Linked DNA regions of Bos taurus: region 2 is linked to region 1. Evidence: chromatin contacts called from public Hi-C data. All regions are on one chromosome and are shown on one strand. The core of a region is the stretch at or near the end of the contact, and the rest is flanking DNA. Distances in the headings are between cores, read along the strand shown.

Region 1 (3,294 bases), core at 422-2,921:
GGATCTTTTTGGACCAGGGATTAAATTTGTGTCTCCTGCATTGGCAGACAGATTCTTTACCACCAAGCCACCAGGGAAGTCTGCTCTCAGCAGAACTTTTGATTGCAGGCAGTAAGTTTAGGAAGCCACAAAGCTATGTTATTTTTAGACTCTGTAGTTGTATTGCTGAATAGGCAGGTGTGGCCTGATGTTGTGTGAACAGCATGGATATACATGCAAAATATTACATTAGTATCATAGGAAAAGCAATGGAGTGTTTTATTGTCAGAGATATATTCTAAGAACCTAGCACACTTGGCTCTTCATATTGTAGGGTGATTGTACAAGGGAGACGCTCACTGACCTCCTCAGGCCTTTTAGGCTACCTAAGGCAAGGGACAAGTCATTTACAATCAGAATTTATGCCCTTTCTCTTTTACTTCCATTCACTTTCCTCTCTTACAATCCCTCTTCCTTCTCTGTTAATGTTAGTGGAATGTAGGAAAGGAGTTTTTTTATTAATATTTATTTATTTATTTGGCTGCTTCGGGTATTAATTGTGGCATGCAGGATCTTTAGTTGAGGTATGTGAACTCTTAGTGACAGCATGTGGGATCTACTTTCCTGACCAGGGATCAAACCTGGGCTGCTGCTTTGAAAGCACACGGTCTTAGCCAGTGGACTAGGAAAGTCCCAGGGAATTCTTTTCAGCTTCGGCTTTGACATCAACAAATTTACATTTGGCTATGGCTATATGATACCACTTGCGAGGTCAATTCCAGCTCTAAAGACTCCATTAAGAAGGAGTTGAAGAATAGGAGAAACTGCTGTATCATTTTTACATCAAGAGATGGAATGCTACTCTAGACAATAAATAGCCCTCCAAGTTCCTCCATCCATGGGATTCTCCAGGTAAGAATACTGGAATGGGTTGTCATGCCATCCTCCAGGGGATCTTCCTCGCCCAGGGAACAAACCAGCGTCTCTTGCGTCTCCTGCACTGGCAGGTGGGTTCTTTACCACTAGAGCCACCTGAAAGCCCCAGGGTTGAGGCTGTGTGTGTGTGTTAGTTGCTCAGTCATGTCCAACTCTTTCTGATCCTATGGACTGTAGTCCCCCAGGCTCCTTTGTCCATGGAATTTTCCAGGCAAGAATACTGGAGTGGATTGCCATTCCCTTCTCCAGGGGATAGGGGATCTTCCTGACCCAGGGACAGAAGCCAGGTCTCCTGCACTGCAGGCAGATTCTTTCCTATCTGAACCACCAGGGAAGCCCAGGGTTGAGGCTGCTGCTGCTGCTGCTGCTAAGTCACTTCAGTCGTCTCTGACTCTGTGAGACCCCATAGACGGCAGCCCACCAGGCTCCCCCGTCCCTGGGATTCTGCAGGCAAGAACATTGGAATTGGTTGCCATTTCCTTCTCCAATGTATGAAAGTGAAAAGTGAAAGTGAAGTCGCTCAGTCATGTCCAACCCTCAGCAACCCCATGGACTGCAGCTTTCCAGGCTCCTCCGTCCATGGGATTTTCCAGGCAAGAGTACTGGAGTGGGGTGCCATTGCCTCCTCCGAGGGTTAAGGCTGGCCATCTCCAAATCCCCATTTCACTCTTAAGATTCGTATTTCTATTGGAGAGCGCATCAAAGAAACTGTTATACCTCCATGAGAACAACAGGTGGCGCTGCATCACTGGCAAACATCTTGGATTCTGTCAACCTTGAAAAGTCTATTATCAACGGTAAAAATGTCCAAACCCTTCGGCTCTTGAACACATAGCCAAAGTGGTGAACCTTGTTCTGAATCACTTCAAGGATTCCCTTCAAATGCTTTCTGAGCACTTCCTATGTGGCAGGCCCTGAGCTGGGTGGTAAAGATGAACAAGCCGTAGCATGGGTCCTGCTCACCATTCAGAGGGGCCGACACTTGACTGCTGGGCAGGAAAGCATGCTCGGTGATTCGGGGAAAGGGCTTTGGTATAGGCTTCATAGCGGGGGGGCGGGGGTTGGTGTGGTGGAATTTAAAAGGATAAACAGGAGTGCCAGATACTCCAGGCGTGAGGAGCAGCCCTGAGAAATAGCATGGCCTGCCTCAGACGGCCAGGCAGAGTGGTAAGTGATGAGGGCGACGCTGCGGGCGAAGCCCCCACCGCAGAAGGCTTCCCACTCTAGAAAGTGCGGGGGCTTAATCTTGTAGGCAGAGGGAGACACTGGGATTAAGAATGGACCAGGTCTGAGACTCAGCAGCTCAACTGGCGAGAGCTATCTGGCCTCCACCGGTTTCCAATGGAAAATGGCTCCAGTCACAGCTAACTGCTCCCCTGTTTCTCTCTCGTCCCATCACCGCCCTGCGCCATGCAAGAGTGAGGAGGATCTTCTTAACCTGTAAATCAGCCAGAACATCATTCTGCTCAAAAAAAAAAAAATCCTTCACAGTATCCTAGTGTTTTAAGAATTAAATTCAAACCCTTTGCCAAGGCCCACAAGGGGAAGCCCAATCTGACCGGCGCTCTCCTCTCCAGACAGAGAGACAAGGGGCACACGAGGCCCAGGGAGCTGATAGTCTTTCCACTTCATTCATTTAAAAAACATGTTGAGGAACTTCCCTGGTGGTCCAGTGGTTAAGACTCCACGCTGCCAACGCAGGGGGTGTGGCTTCAATCCCTGGGCAGGGAACTACGATTCCACAAACAGCACGGAATGGCCATAAATAAATAAATAAACAAAATCGTCTGTAAATAAATAAAATAGAATTTTTAAAATAAAAAGGAATTTCCCTGGTGGTCCACTGGCTAAGACTCCACCCTCCTAATGCAGGGAGCCTGGGCTCCATCCCTGCTCAGAGAACTAGATCCCACCTGCCGCAACTAAAGATCCCACATGTCACGACTAAAAATCCTGTGTGCTGCAACTGAGACCCGGCGCAGCCAAATAAATACATTGTTTTAAAATAAATTTTTTAAAAAAATTTTAAATTAAAAAAATAAAGAACATGCTGAGCTCCCGCTGTGTGGAGGCCTGCTCTAGGTATCTGAGATATGGCAGCAGATAAAACAGAAATCCCTGTCCTCATAGAGCTTTTCTAAGAAGTAAATTATGAGATGTTAGACCTGCCAGGGGCTTCCCAGGTGGCATTAGTGGTAAAGAACTCGCCTGCCAACGCAGGAGACATAAGGGATGAGGGTTTGATCCCTGGATCGGAAAGATCCCCTGGAGGAGGGCATGGCAACCCACTCCAGCATTCTTGCCTGGAAAATCCCACAGACAGAGGAGCCTGGCAGGCAACAGTCCATGGGGTTGCAAAGAGTCAGACATAACTGAAGT
Region 2 (3,294 bases), core at 252-2,751, 93 kb after region 1:
AGGTCACTAGAAATCTAAACAGCTACATCGGGAAACTAGGCAGAACCAGAATATATCATATCCTGAAAATGAAATACAGTGAATCTGCAGCATATACAGGAATTGGTTGCCTGCAGAGACATTCTAGTTTTCAGCAACAGAACAGGTTCTCAAAGACACTAGTTGGGGACCTTTAGAAATACCCACATTCAATCCAGATGCAGCATTCCTTAGGTAATAAAGAAGAAACGAATCTGCTCAATTTAACTTTCCGAAGTAGAAAGGATTAACAGAATAGCCTCCTAAAACAGTATAAAAGTCCCAAATTTTGACTGTGCTGCAGAGAAAAATGGCTACTTATGAGAATATTTCAACAGCCTCAAAAATCCAGATTTCAAACTGACCTAAGAGAACAACAGAGCAGTCAGAAATAAACATTAGTCCTCTTTTTCTACCAGAGGTAAAAATCAGAAAAGAAGCAAGATTAACGTTCACTTCACTGTCACTTGAAAGCTCAGCTGGTAAAGAATCCGCCTGCAATGCAGGAGACCCTTTTTCGATTCCTGGGTGGGCAAGATCCTCTGGGGGAAAAAAATGGCAACGCACTCCTGTATTCTCAGCTGGAAAATCCCATGGACAAAAAAGCCTGACAGGGTCACAAAAAGTCAGACAGACTGGGGGACTAAGCACGATATTCTGAAAATAAGGGCAAAAACCAAAGTTCAAGCCATAAAACATAAAATATACCTGCTGCTGCTAAGTCACCCCAGTCGTGTCCAACTGTGTGACCCCATAGACGACAGCCCACCAGGCTCCCCCGTCCCTGGGATTCTCCAGGCAACAACACTGGAGTGGGTTGCCATTTCCTTCTCCAATGCATGACAGTGAGAAGTGAAAGGAAGTCGCTCAGTCGTGTCCGACTTTTCGCGACCCCATAGACTGCAGCCTACCAGGCTCCTCCGTCCATGGGATTTTCCCGGCCAGAGTACTGGAGTGGGGTGCCATCGCCTCCTTCTGAGTACCTAGATCTGCACTATTCACCCGTACACCTCAATACTGCCTTTGAGACTCCCCTTAATCTCCGAACCCGTTACAAGAAAAATTCGGCTAAAACCTCATTTCTCAAACAGTAAACTAAAAGTTCGCCGGTCACATAGACCTCCAATAAACCCTGAAAATTAAAACTCACCAAATCTCAATAAACAAAACTAAAGCCACCACCTCTCATACACGATACTACCAAAAAAACACACGACTTACAATAAAAAAACAAACAAGCAAAAAAAAAAAAACAAAACTGGAAAACCGGATCAGCAGTTTCGAAAACCCCACGTCTAGAAAGAAACTCCACCATTATATTCTTCCCTAATAAAAACTACTCAACCTCCTTTTAACCACAAAAGAGACAGGGGAAAGCGCGAACGCAGTCCCCCACTACCACAAATTATGCAGTCGAGTTTCCCACATTTGGGGAAATCGCAGGGGTCAGCACATCCGGAGTGCAATGGATAAGCCTCGCCCTGGGAAAACCACCTTCGTGATCATGGTATCTCCCCTGCCAGGTAAGTATGAGTTGCTCGCCCTGCCTGCCGCCTCAGCCTCACGTTCCAAACACTTCGCACTTACGGTCACTCTCTTCACCGAAAACTCTACACCCTCACTTACGAAATAACGGCTTCTCCCAACTATAAGGCCCGACAAGCACATTGCGAGTACCGCAATATTTGCAAAATAATAAAAACGCTTCATAGTACATTCTGAACATGGCCAGCCGAAGCCGAGCTCATTTACATACTTCGCGCACCTTAGTTACGTCACTCTGTAGCGCCGACTGTACCCGGGCCTCGTGATAGGCTGACTGACAGCCACGGAGGCGCTCTGGGCCTAATCCCCGGGGCCGGGAATGTGACCCACCTTTGTGACAGAACAGACTGTAGGGATGCGATTAGCTTTGAGACTGGGTGGGGCGGGAATAGTCCGAATTATCCAGGTGCGCCTAATGTAATCAAAGGCTCTTATGGAGAGGAGTTACATTATCAACTGACCGAAGACACTAAACTGGTGGCTTTGAAAATGGAGAGGTGAAGTGAAGTGGCTCAGTCGTGTCCGATTCTTTGCGACCCCGTGGACTGTAGCTTACAAGGCTCCTCTGCCCATGGAATTTTCCAGGCAAGAGTACTGGAGTGGGTTGCCATTTCCTTCTCCAGGGAATCTTCCTGACCTAAGGATCGAACCTGGGTCTCCAGCATTACAGGCAGACACTTTACTGTCTGAGCCACCAGGGAAGCCACCTGAAAATGGAGAAACGGACTACAAAGCAAGGACAGGTTGCTTTCAAGAGGTTCCCTCTATACCTACTGGTGAAGAAAGAAAAGGTCATAAAACGATCCTCCGGCTCAGAGAAAGGAAAACCGAAACCAAAAAAACCATAACAGAAGAAAAAGATAATCACAGCCCCTTAAAGAAGCCGAACTAATTCCCATAGTTTAAAACTGGGATTTACAGCGTCAACTCACAACAGCCACCACTAGCAACAAACAAAAGAAAACGTCAATCTACAGCCTTTTCTTAAACAAGCCACACCAGGGGAAAGCGCGAACGCAGTCTCCCACTACCACAAATTATGCAGTCGAGTTTCCCACATTTGGGGAAATCGCAGGGGTCAGCACATCCGGAGTGCAATGGATAAGCCTCGCCCTGGGAAAACCACCTTCGTGATCATGGTATCTCCCCTGCCAGGTAAGTATGGGTTGTTATCGGCCTCTACCATGTCACCCACATATTCTAATCACTCTAAAGAGAGGGTCACTTTTCTTGTGCATTTTACAAACCTCTACCCTCATTTCTGGAATTAAGCCTTAAAACTATAATTACAAAGAAGGAATACTTTGTAGATCTCAATATTGCCAAATCATAGGAAATAAATGCCTAGTGTAAGCATTAAGGCAGTCACTGCGCTCATCTGCATGTTCCACACCCCTTTTGCTGATCTCATTTAGCGTGTCCTTTTCCTCGTATAGTTACTGGAATGAAATTTAAAGGCAAAGACTCTACAGATATAAAAGTAAGAAATTCGTTCTTTCCTTCAAGGGTTTGGAGCTAATGACCTCGCTGTGATTCTGTGGTAGTTCAGCAAGCCGGTATGACGCAACAGATATAGCAAGTCTGAAAGATGAAATTTGGTAAAAGTACGTTTTAAAATTCAGTCGATGTAGTTAGAGCTGCAAATAACTTGAGCGTTCAAAGCTTCGAGCACAAGTACAAAATAGGCTCTTTTTCAAATGTGGGGCAAATGATCACCTTTACAAGAATAGC

Evidence for each region. Hi-C and Micro-C count contacts between places; a contact is called where the count stands out from the background.
Region 2: a Hi-C map of skeletal muscle shows a contact between it and region 1, with 4 times the contacts expected there. The contact joins the promoter of RAD51C here to the enhancer-like site in region 1. A contact is called at or near these places in 3 of 11 Hi-C or Micro-C datasets (liver and skeletal muscle).

Annotation. Positions count from the first base shown.
Region 1 is chr19:9,555,545-9,558,838 of ARS-UCD2.0, forward strand. All of the region lies in intron 9 of TEX14 (testis expressed 14, intercellular bridge forming factor), which reads right to left. Among named protein-coding and RNA genes, the nearest start is that of TEX14, 65 kb to the right of the region's middle. Within about 2 kb of position 1,672, at least 13 of the 102 cell types and tissues checked have an H3K27ac peak or open chromatin away from gene starts, as enhancers often do. A contact at or near this core is called in skeletal muscle, where this site is marked.
Region 2 is chr19:9,649,141-9,652,434 of ARS-UCD2.0, forward strand. It overlaps RAD51C (RAD51 paralog C), which reads left to right and starts at 1,502. Exons shown (of 8, transcript XM_059878398.1): 1 at 1,502-3,294. LOC112442807 (U1 spliceosomal RNA) reads right to left here and starts at 1,549; the gene lies at 1,386-1,549. LOC112442818 (U1 spliceosomal RNA) reads right to left here and starts at 2,726; the gene lies at 2,563-2,726. It also overlaps a transcript of TEX14 not described here.